4 separate regions of the Sus scrofa genome follow, and regions 1, 2 and 4 are each linked to region 3. Evidence: chromatin contacts called from public Hi-C and HiChIP or PLAC-seq data. All regions are on one chromosome and are shown on one strand. Each heading gives the region's core, a stretch centred on a gene start, on an enhancer-like site or on the middle of the called end of the contact. The rest is flanking DNA. Distances are from core to core; before and after follow the strand shown. Region 1 holds the start of EXOSC10 (exosome component 10). Region 2 holds the start of TARDBP (TAR DNA-binding protein 43). Region 3 holds the start of MTOR (serine/threonine-protein kinase mTOR). Region 4 overlaps MASP2 (mannan binding lectin serine peptidase 2).

What was found. Hi-C and Micro-C count contacts between places; a contact is called where the count stands out from the background. HiChIP or PLAC-seq counts read pairs in DNA pulled down with a chosen protein or histone mark.
Region 1: an H3K27ac HiChIP or PLAC-seq map of alveolar macrophages shows a contact between it and region 3. The contact joins the promoter of EXOSC10 here to the promoter of MTOR in region 3. A contact is called at or near these places in 1 of 47 Hi-C or Micro-C datasets (heart right ventricle) and 1 of 2 datasets of contacts at active chromatin or transcription factors (alveolar macrophages).
Region 2: a contact with region 3 is called in a Hi-C map of liver, with 2.4 times the contacts expected there. The contact joins the promoter of TARDBP here to the promoter of MTOR in region 3. A contact is called at or near these places in 1 of 5 promoter capture datasets (liver), 4 of 47 Hi-C or Micro-C datasets (heart right ventricle, liver and mesenteric adipose tissue) and 1 of 2 datasets of contacts at active chromatin or transcription factors (alveolar macrophages).
Region 4: a contact with region 3 is called in an H3K27ac HiChIP or PLAC-seq map of alveolar macrophages. The contact joins the enhancer-like site here to the promoter of MTOR in region 3. A contact is called at or near these places in 1 of 5 promoter capture datasets (liver), 4 of 47 Hi-C or Micro-C datasets (embryonic fibroblasts, fetal heart ventricle, liver and 1 more) and 1 of 2 datasets of contacts at active chromatin or transcription factors (alveolar macrophages).

What each region holds. Positions count from the first base shown.
Region 1 is chr6:71,281,537-71,284,236 of Sscrofa11.1, forward strand. It overlaps EXOSC10 (exosome component 10), which reads right to left and starts at 1,266. Exons shown (of 26, transcript XM_013998976.2): 1 at 750-1,266. The coding sequence starts at 860.
Region 2 is chr6:71,212,263-71,214,962 of Sscrofa11.1, forward strand. It overlaps TARDBP (TAR DNA-binding protein 43), which reads left to right and starts at 1,322. Exons shown (of 8, transcript XR_002344898.1): 1 at 1,322-1,682; 2 at 2,674-2,700.
Region 3 is chr6:71,411,524-71,414,223 of Sscrofa11.1, forward strand. MTOR (serine/threonine-protein kinase mTOR) reads right to left here and starts at 1,390. Exons shown (of 58, transcript XM_003127584.6): 1 at 1,258-1,390.
Region 4 is chr6:71,233,853-71,236,552 of Sscrofa11.1, forward strand. The region is part of intron 5 of MASP2 (mannan binding lectin serine peptidase 2); the gene reads right to left. Among named protein-coding and RNA genes, the nearest start is that of MASP2, 7.8 kb to the right of the region's middle. Within about 2 kb of position 1,424, at least 7 of the 83 cell types and tissues checked have an H3K27ac peak or open chromatin away from gene starts, as enhancers often do. A contact at or near this core is called in alveolar macrophages and liver, where this site is marked.

The DNA.
Region 1 (2,700 bases), core at 16-2,515, 130 kb before region 3:
TAGGTAAATGATGGTTTGTCATACGAAGGCCGACGACATCACTATAAGTTGTGTAATAAATATTTTCCAAGGGGGAAAAAAAGGAAGAGAAAGGTGGGAACTTGAACCACGGTCGGGTACGTGGCAGCAAACGAGCCGCACAATCAGGACCATGGTTAGTAGCCCAGAAACTAGTCTAAATAAACTCTTTTCTGTGTTCCTCTATGGAAGCATTGATAAATGTTCTATGGCACCTACAGGAGGGACCCTCGGTGGCAGCTGTAACAGATGATGTTACAGCTAGGGTTTGGGATTATGTAGGACTGGACTTCAGGGGAGGCAAGAAGGGCGGTCCCCGCCGCGGGAAGGGAGGACGCGGGCAAGCGTGGGAAGCTTAAAGCGGCCGAATCTCTTCGGAGGCGTGGCTGGGTGGCTCAGGCCTGGGCGGGGTTGAGGTCGCGAGGACTAGGGGCATCGGGATGACAAGGAAGCCCTTCCCACCACGCGGAGACGTGGGCCAGCATAGGACCAAACGGCAAAGCAAGGACCCTGGGAAGTCGGGCGTCCCTCAGTGTTCGCATGCGAGATCCCATCCCCAGAGGGTGAAGTGACAGACTACTGTGCCCGGAGTGGGCAGTGGCCCCTTGACCGCCCCCAGCCCGGGGCTCCGCTGCGGCGTGGGTACCGCCGGCTGGCCGCCGAGAGGGCCCAGGCCTGCCTCCAGTCAGCCGCTAGCGGCTCCCGCAGCAGCCGAGGCCTCACGAACTCACCTTCACGAAGCTATCTGCGTCCGAGAAGCCCGGTAGTACCATCTCCCCATCAGACTTGGACGCGCTCTTCGCCGACGGGGCCTTGGGCTCTCGGGGACTGGGAGGCGCCATTTTTCCGGCTCTCACGGCTTTTCTCGCGATACTGCCTCGGCCAACGCGACGAGTACTAACTGCGCATGTGCAAAGGCCGCCGTCCCTGGTGGGGAGCGGAGGACTGTGAGTTGGGGTGGAGGGGCGCAGTGTCGGTTCTGAGCAGCTCACCCACGGAGTTTTTCTTTAACCTCGTATTATTTCATGCCAACAACCCAGTGATTTTCGGTGGGACCTGGGGGATCCAGTTATTCTTAATTAAGGCCAGCTCCTCCCAGAGTTCCCTTGTGGTGCAGCGGGTTAAGGATCCTGCGTTGTTGCGGGTTTGATCCCAGCCTGGGAACTAATTTTTACATGCCGGCCGGCGAGGCAAAACAAACAAACAAACAAACAAACAAACAAAATAAAGGCAGCTCCCCGCCCCACGAAGGTCTTGCTCCTTTCATCCCCTCTCTGTGTCATCTTTTTCCTCGCCGCTGGTTCATTCTTCGCAGCCTACCAGTTTACCGGCATCTCTCCCAAAGAAAAAGACAAAACAGGAAACTCAACCCCACACTCCTCCCAGGCACCATCACGTTTTTTCTTGCCCTTTACAGGTAAACTACCGGAAAATACCCGCTCTGTGCTCCCACTGTGTTTACCTCCAATGCTCTCCAGCTCCTCTAGCCAGATATTCCTCCGGATCTATACCGCTGGAACCTCTCTTGAGGGATTGAGCTCTTGTTAGGAGGGAGACGGGATTGAGGCAGCTCAGGGGGTGGGTTTCAGGAGTGAGTTCCAAGCTGGGTAGGGTGTATCCTCTCTCCTAAGATCAGGGGTGACACATGCTTAATACAATCGTTTGGCTTAGTAAGTGTTCAATAAATGTTAGCTTAAATCCTATTAACAGAAGACTTGTTTTTCACTCTTCCCAGCAATCAGGTACAAAGGTATCCTGGCAGAACAAAGGCCTAGCCTAATTCATTTTAACAGCTAATATTTGGAGCACTTATTTCATATGGTTCAGCCTAATACCACATGTCAGGCTGTACTGATTGGTTTACATGGATAATCTCATCATCAAAACAATCTTAGGGAGTAGACCATACTTTCAGAGGAGGAAATAAGCACAGAGATTAAGTAACTTGTCCAAAGTCACACAGGTGCTATGAGATGGAGTTGAGATTTTTTTTTTTTTTTTTTTTTTTTGCTTTTTAGGGCTATGGAGGTTCCCAGGCTAGGGATCGAATTGGAGCTGCAGCTGCTGGCCTACACCACAGCCACAGCAAGGCCAGATCCGAGCTGCATCTGGACCCATACCACAACTCATGGTAATGCTGGATCCCCGACTCACTGAGTGAGGCCAGGAATCAAACCCACATCCTCTTGGATACTAGTCGGCCTCATTACTGCTGAGCCACAACAGGAATTCCAGAATTTTTTTTTTTCTTTTCCCACACTTGTGACTTGTGGAAGTTTCCAGGCCAGGAATTGAACCTGCTCCACAGTAGTAGCAACACAAAATCCTTAATCTGCTGAGCCACCAGGAAACTCCTGAAACTAGGTATTTTTATTTATTTATTTATTTTTGGCCTCATCTGCAGCATGCAGAAGTTCCTGGGCCCGGGATTGAACTTTCACCACAGCAGTAATAACACTGGATGTTAACCTGCTGAGCCACCAGGGAACTCCCCAGCTTTAACATTTTTTTTTTTTTCGTCTTTTGTCTTTTGAGGGCCGTTCCAGGCTAGGGGGTCTAATCGAAGCTGTTGCCACCGCCGACCTACACCACAGCTACAGCCATGGTAACAACAGACCCAAGCCGTGTCTGCAACCTACACCACAGCCACGGCAACGCCAGATCCTTAACCCCACTGAGCGA
Region 2 (2,700 bases), core at 72-2,571, 200 kb before region 3:
GACTTAATATTTATTCCCTGTGAGTCTGTAAGAAGCAGGAGGCACCCACTCCAGAGCCAGACTTCCAGGATTCAAATTCCAGTTCCACTATCTACCAGCCCTGTGAGCCCGGGCAAGGTTACTTAACCTCTGGGCCTCAGTTTCCCCCTCTTTAAAACAGGAATGAGGAGTTCCCATTGTGTTGCAGTGGGATCGGCAGCATCTCTGCAGCACCAGGGTACAAGTTCGACCCCCAGCCTGGCACAGTGGGTTAAAGGATCCAGCGTTGCTGCACCTGCAGCACAGGTCACAACTGCAGCTTGGATATGACCCCTGGCCCATATGCCACAGGGCAGCCAAACAAATTTTTAAATTGAAATAAAATAAAATAGGAATGATAACAATGGCACCTACCTTATGGGGTTATTGTGAGAATTAAATGAGTTAATGCATTAACTATGGAGCACTTTGCTATTACTGCATTTCATTGAATCTGATACCCTGGTACACTGGGAAATTAAGACTGTTGCCAGTTAAACTAGGACATATCATCAGTGGAACTGGAGCTGAAATCACATAATGATTTCAGAAATGTGAAACAAAAAGTTTGTCTTCAAATAGATGAAGTACACTAGGTTACTTTAGCTGGAATATGTTGGCATTAAGGTTAGGGGTCAACTCCCTGGTTCACCATTTACTACCTGCGTGGCCTTATTTAGCAAGATATTGATCCTCTCTGTGCCTCGGTTTCCCCTCACCGTATATGCACCTACCACGCCCACACGAGACTGTTGGGGCAATTAAATATGTGAGGACTTAGGAACTTCTCAGTACATAGTATGAGCTAATATTGCTATTATTTTGATTTTTTTTGTCTTTTTAGGGCCGCACGCGCGGCATATGGAGGTTCCAGGGCTAGAGGTCACATTGGAGCTGGAGCCACTGACCTACGCTACAGCCACAGCAACGCTGGGTCCTTAACCCACTGAGCGAGGCCAGGGATCGAACCTGCGTCCACATGGATGCTATTCAGATTCGTTTCCGCTGAGCCATTACGGGACCTCCGCTATTATTGCTATTTTTTAGAACCAAAGTTATTCTCTCCAGGTGCAGAGGCTCGGGGAAACTGGAGAGGATGTATCTGCCCGGCTTTTTGGATTTGAAAGGTCTTGGCCGCGCCTACCCTCCCCAGTCTCGGGAGGGTCCAGAGGGCCCAGGACACGCCCCCTTGGTGCCCCGCCCCTCGTGGCCCCGCCTCCCACCCCGCCCCCTGGTCCGGCCCAGCCCTTGCGTTAGTCTCGCGCACTTTTAAAATGCGCGAGCTCCGGCCGAGACCCAGGGCCGGCGGTTGGTCGGGCGAAGCCATCTATTACGCTACGTGGGGGTAGCTAAAAGCCTGCGCAGCCACATTTTTTCCATTATTAGCTCTTCAGGCCCAGATGCTAGCCTTCTTTTTAACCGTGGTATCCGTTTCGTATGCTCAGACCGCGCAGATGGGTTCCTGACTCTCTGGGGAGAGGGCTGTGTGGCTCTGTGCGGCGATCCCCCCCTCTCGACGGGGAGCCGGTGGGAGGGGACGACGGCCAGAGGCGGGGGGAGGCGGCCCTAGCGCCATTTTGTGGGAGCGAAGTGGTCGCTGGGCTGCTCTTGGATTCCTCGCTGTTTCGGTTTCCCTGTCGGGCTTCCTAGCAGCGGCCTAGCAGGTGAGTGGCGGACGCTTCTCACTGGGACGCCCTGTGTGCCTCCGCCCTATAGTGGGTCAGCCTAAGCGGACGCGGCGGCTTCGGCCCCCGTCCCGGGAAGGGAGCCGTGGGGCCGGGCCCGCCTCGATCCTGGCGGAGCGGACTCGCGCGGGAGCGACGTTAGGGGTCTGGCGCAGGGTGGCAGCCGGCGCCGAAGCAGAGACGCTGGGCCCGCAGAGCCGAGCCGCCGGAGGCAGAGGTTTGGCCTGGCTTCCCGGCCCGGGCCCTGCTTTGTGCCTTCGTGCTTTGCACTCGGGAGGACAACGTCTAGGCCTGATGCTCCGGCGGTCCCACCCCGGGCCACGCTTAAAAACTCCTCCCTCAGCCGTCACGCACGGGCTTCTGGGAGGTGGCGGCCCGTGTCGCCGAGGACCTGTCGCCGCCGTCCTTAGGGCTCAAGTTGGGAGAGCCGTCGGAAGTTCGCACATTTGACAGGGAGGAACTTTTCCCCTGCTCTCTGCCCCTGGCTCGCCGCTCCTGTTCAGTCCTCAAGTTTCGGCTCCTGCATCGCTTTCTCAGGAGACTCTACTTTGACAACGCGTGTCCCTGCCCAGTCTCACCCCAGCCCCCGAGGTTCGTTCTTTCTGTCGGGTAGCATATATCCCGATTGTAATTAGGTAATTACTTGTTTGCTGTTTTTCTCTTGCTTCCTCTCTCCCCTTTGCACCCAGCCTGCCACCTGGGACTGTGGCTTCAGAGTTAATAGTTGTAACCCCCGATGCATAGTAGGCACTTGTCGAATCCTCAGTGATGGAACTAGCAAGGCATTTCACCCCCTTGTTTTCACCTCCCCATTTTGGGGCGATAACCAACAGGTGTAAGAAGCCCAGCACCGAGAGTTTTTCTGCAAGTCGTAGAACAATGACCTGGCAGGGGTATTAATCAGCTGATGGAAAGAGACAGTTACTATGACACACGTGTTGGTCATTCGTCTTTCTCTTTTCCTTTTAAGAAAAACAAGAAAAGATGTCTGAATATA
Region 3 (2,700 bases), core at 140-2,639:
ACACCACAGCTCATGGCAACATAGGATCCCTGACCCAATGAGTGAGGCCAGGGATCGAACCTACATCCTCATGGATACTAGTCGGATTCATTTCTGCTGCGCCCCAATGGAAACTCCACTTACTGCAATTTCAACTTAGCAATTTCAACATTTTCAAGTGCTCTAAGCCACCTGTGGTTGTTGTATTGGACAGCGCAGTTCCATAAAGACTAGTACTTGGAATGTAAGCTAAAAAAAGACTAATTAGTTCCTGAGATCAGGCATTTGTTCCACAATTATGTATTGCCCCTCCCCTCAGCAAGCTTACAGTCTAGGAGGAAGTACAGACAATCCGGCAACCACAATAAAGTGGCCATAACAGAACTCGGCCCAGACTGCGACGGCCGTAACATATACACCTATCCTAGGGTATGTCCTGATTATATTAGAAAATCAAATTTTCAAAATTCTTGTTTTTGAAAGAATTTGTGAAATGCAGGAAAAAACAAACAAACAAACAAAAAAACCAGGGACTAATTGGTTCTGAAAGGGTGCAAAGACTGCAGAAGGAAGTGTCAAACTTCAGGAGAGAGGAAACCCAAGGGCTCCAAATGGGAAAACTACTACAGAGTGTGTGGTGCTTGTCTATGACGAGGGGGAGGGAGGCTGGCAAAGAATTTCCAGTCGAAGGAAGGAACCAGTATATCTTAATAAGGTCTAAGGCCTCCAGGCAGAAGTCAAAATACTAGGAGTGAAATATCTATCTTAAGGGTCTTGGCGAGGGCTTACACAAGTTAACGTCAGGTGGCTGAAACTAGGGATGGGGGCGGGGGAAGCAGAGGAGATGAAGCTCAGGGATGGAACCCAGCTCAGCTCTGCGAAATGGGTGCTTGAGAGGTCTCCACGGTGGAGCTAAAGGGGCTGACACTGACGCTGGTCCTCTCGGAGGCCAATCGGTAGGTGGCTCATAGGGGTGACTGATGCGCAAGGCGACCCAAATGCTCCCCAGCAATACAGGAGCTCATGGGCCCGCCTTCACGGCGCCAGAGACATAGCGTGAGCTAAAGGGTCCGGGGGTTTCCTGGGGATCCGGGAGGAGGTGGGCGTTGCCTCGCGGGGGTCAAGGGCTCCGGCGGCGCCCAAGTCCTTTGGGCCAGTACTGAGGGGACCCCACGTCTCAAACGCACGACTTCCTGGGGGTCCCCCCACGGACCAGGTTGGCCGTGGGTCTGGACATTCCACCGCCTTGGAGGGGTCGGTGCCAGGCCCCAGACTCACCGCGCGGCTTCGGCCGAGGGCTCAGCTGCCGCCACCAGCGCCGGTTCCACTGCTTCAGGCCCCCAGCCCCACCACCCGCCTTCCCCGCTGTCCTCTAAGCCGGGCGGGAGGGAGGGCAGTCTCCCAACACAAAGGACCAATCGATGGGCGCAAGAAGAAGATGGACTGGAATGGAGACCAATAGTAATGAAGGAGAAGTGAAGCTTCAGGACCCGGCTTCTCCGCGGGGCGGAGACTATTCAAATAGACAAACCCTGTGGCCAGTGGCAGGCGAAATAAAGCTTAGATCCTCTCGAAAAAACCAATCGCTGGTGAGTTGACTTCAGTCACTTCCACGCACACATCCGGTGCATCGCTAGTATATTTCCCCTCAGCACCTGGGCTGTGGCCACGCCGAGTCCGCCGCCTGGGTACCGCGGGATTGGGACCACGAGGCAGTAGACCGTGGCTCGAGAACCCGCCGCGTTTAATCTTCAAGATCAAAGTTTAGCGATGCCTGCGCACTATAGTTACTAGAGTAAAAGACGTGGAAGTTTCTGACTAGCATTTCTTGTGCACTCGTGATTTCTCTTTTGTTAAATACGCATTTGAAAGCGCTTTTGGATTTCCCCACTTTTCCAAAATTACCTAGGTCGTAAGATCTTTCGCAAGAAACCATAGACAAGTTTTAGCTAAATGGGTTACTCATAAATAATTTCAAAGCAGGATCATTTTAAAAACATGCTTTCTAGGAGTTCCCGTCGTGGCGCAGTGGTTAACGAATCCTACTAGGAACCATGAGGTTGCGGGTTCGATCCCTGCCCTTGCTCAGTGGGTTAACGATCCGTCGTTGCCATGAGCTGTGGTGTAGGCCACACACGCGGCTCGGATCCCGCGTTGCTGTGGCTCTGGCGTAGGCCGGTGGCTACAGCTCCGATTGGACCCCTAGCCTGGGGAGTGGCCCAAGAAATGGCAAAAAGACAAAAAAAAAAAAAAAAAAAAAAAAAAAAAAAAAAAGCTTTCTAAAATCAATAGCAGGAGTTCCCCTTGTGGCTGCAATGGAAACGAATACGTCTGGGAACCATGAGGTTGCGGGTTCGATCCCTGGCCTCGCTCGGTGGGTTAAGGATCTGGCATTGCCGTGAGCTGTGGTGTAGGTTCCAGACATGGCTCGGATCTGGTGTGGCTGTGGCATAGGCTGGCGCTGTAGCTCTGCTTAACCCCTAGACTGGGAACCTCCATATGTGGTCCTTCAAAGCAAAAAAACAAAACAAAACAAAAAAAAAATAGCAAAAATAAATTTGACATCTCATTTTTTTTTTTTTAAAGCATGGTCTATTGCAATAAACTTTAAAAATTCCTGTATCTTATAATAGGAATCCGATTAAATAAAATATGCATTCCTATTACCGAAACCTCACATAGGCATTAATAATCACAATCTAGATGAATATTTGCTAAAAA
Region 4 (2,700 bases), core at 174-2,673, 180 kb before region 3:
AGCTGCCACCTAGGCCACCAGCTTGCACAATGCCAGGTCCTTAACCCACTGCTGCCGGGCCAGGGATCAAACCCACACCACCACAGAGACAATGCCAGATCCTTAACCTGCTAAGCCATAGTGGGAACTCCTAAAAGGCACTCGTTTTCTTCTCTCTCTCTCTTTTTTTTTTTTTCCTGCAGCATATGGAAGCACGCTGGTTAGGGGTTAAATCCTACACCACAACTTGCAGCAAAGCCAGATCCCTAACCCACAGATTGAGGCCAGGGATCAAACCCACATCCTCACCGACACTATGGCGGGTTCTTAACCCACTGAGCCACAACAGGAACTCCTAAAAGGCACTTTCTTAGAGGGGTTTGGGGCTAACCCTCAGCCATCGGAGATCCAGTCCAGACGGGCACTCGGGAAGCCTTGAGCCTCCTCCCTGGTGAGCACGGGGCTCAGGACTGACTTCCACTTTGGCCCCCAAGTCCTGGCCTGTTGTCACCCTGAGGTCATCCATCCCCCAAGGCCACCGCTCAGCACACACAGGTCATATGCTGAGTCCCTAAAAAGACAAAAAATTGCTTCCTCCACAGGATCTGTGTGTCCTGGGCTGACTGCCTGCCCCCAGCAGCCTCAATGTCTCCCCACAAGGAACCCATCTCCAGGGACGCCCCAGGGGGCCCCCGCCAGGCCCTGCTTCCTTCACACACATCTCCAGGCTCTGTCCCCAGGCCCTTCCCGCACACCAGCCTGGCAAGCCTGCCTCCTCCCTCTGGCTCACACGGAAAGGAGCACTTCAGTTTTAGCAGTTTTCTTACTTGGGCCCCAGGAAAACGGAAGCCTTTCAAAATGAACAGGAGGCAAATGAAATGCTCCCAAGGTACTGGCCTCACCCTCTGACCCCGCACTCCCGACTTAATCTTCTCTAATCTAGCTTCCTCATTTTTACTTTATTTTTTGGTCTTTTTAGGGCCACACCCGGGGTACATGGCAGTTCCCAGGCTAGGAGTCGAATCAGAGCTGTAGCTGCCGGCCTCCACCACAGCCACAGCAATGCAGATCTGAGTTGCATCCACAACCTACACCACAGCTCCCGGCAACACCGAATCCTTAACCCACTGATCGAGGCCAGGGACCGAACCCGTGTCCTCATGGATGCCAGCCGGGTTCGTTCCTGCTGCGCCATGACGGGAACTGCTCCGATTTCCTCACTCTTGAAAGTACTCCCAGTGCCTCCTCCACGCACAAGCCGTGCTCTGGCTTTTCCTGCGTGAAGCCCCGAGGACCCACCTTCCTAGGCTGTTCATGGCATGGCTGGGACCTTAAGTCTCAGAAAAGTGATGTAAGAGGTTCTATGTCATGTGTCCAGGAAGGACACAAGCTGGGCAGCTGACCTGGCTCTGGCTCTGAGCCCAGCTCGGGGCCTTGGCTGTTCTGCTGTCTCTAGTTACTGCCTCCCCAGCTCAGTGACTCTGTCCTTCCAAAGATGACCTGAGAGACCCGTTGGCTGAGAGTGCGGAGAGGGACAGACATGGCTAGAGGTCGGTGCCGGGAAGGTGGGGTATGGAGCTTGTGACTAAGGAGGCAGCGCCAGTGGGGAGCCCTAGGCTGAGGGTTACTTGCCAGGGTTTGAGGGTCCGTCGTGAGGAAGAGGCGGAGGCAGCCCAGGAGGGCAGCGAGGAAAGCCCCAGCTCAGACGCCCTGTCCAGGCCTCCAGGTCCGGAGCCAGCGCATCACAGCCTCTACAGCTCCACGCCCAGAAAGGTGGAGCCTCTGGGCTTTGGCACATGCCCTTCCCTTGCGCTTAGGACACCCTTCCACCTTCCTCCAATACCTACTCATCCTTCAAATCCAGTCTCTAGCATTTCCCGTCCCAGGATATGTTCCTTAGCTTGTAGCCCCTGCCTGGGCCGGTCCCCCCTCTGGACTCTGGACTCTCACACGCCTGCTTGGCTGTGCTTGTCACAGGGCTGTGGTCACTTTGCTGTAGCCAGACTGAGGGCAGAGGCATGAAGTATTTGCCACACAGAGCCTGGGGTACGTCCGTAGGATGGAAGGATGGAAGGGTGGGAGGGGAGGGCGGCAGGATATGGCACTCCACTCCAAAATATGCCTCTTTGGCATAAGGATGATACTTGCCCCTCAGTATCTGCGGGGGACTGGTTCCAGGTGCCCCATGAATGCCCGAATCTGCAGATGCTCAAGTCCTTTATATAAAATCGCAGAGTGTCAGTTGTCTGTATCCGGGGAAGTGGGAGGCCAACTGTATTTTGAGCTATTTTGTGAAACAGCAGACGCCAGAGAAACTCTGAAAACAGTGTAAAAATTACCCTAAGGGTAATTTACATTTACATAGGAAATATCCGTTTGTAAGAGCGTCTCCAGCTCCGTACCAGGAGAAGGGTGACTACATCAGAAGAAACCCCTACAAGGAGAAGGCGGGGTCTTCAATCCACACAACAAACCTGACTCTTGTTCACCGCACTTTCCCGGCCACCCCCCACACCTGTCCCCGTTCTCTCTTTGGTCTTTAGCTAAAGATGGCATCGAGGACTGAGATCCAAGCCACCCCTGAGACATCGTCATTTCCCCTTGGGTTACCCCCATGTCCACATGAGACAGACGTGTTCATAAATTTCTGTTTGTTTTTCTGGTAAATCTGTCTTGTTCGCAGCCAAGAATTTGGGAGGGCAGAGGGAAACTTATTTTTTC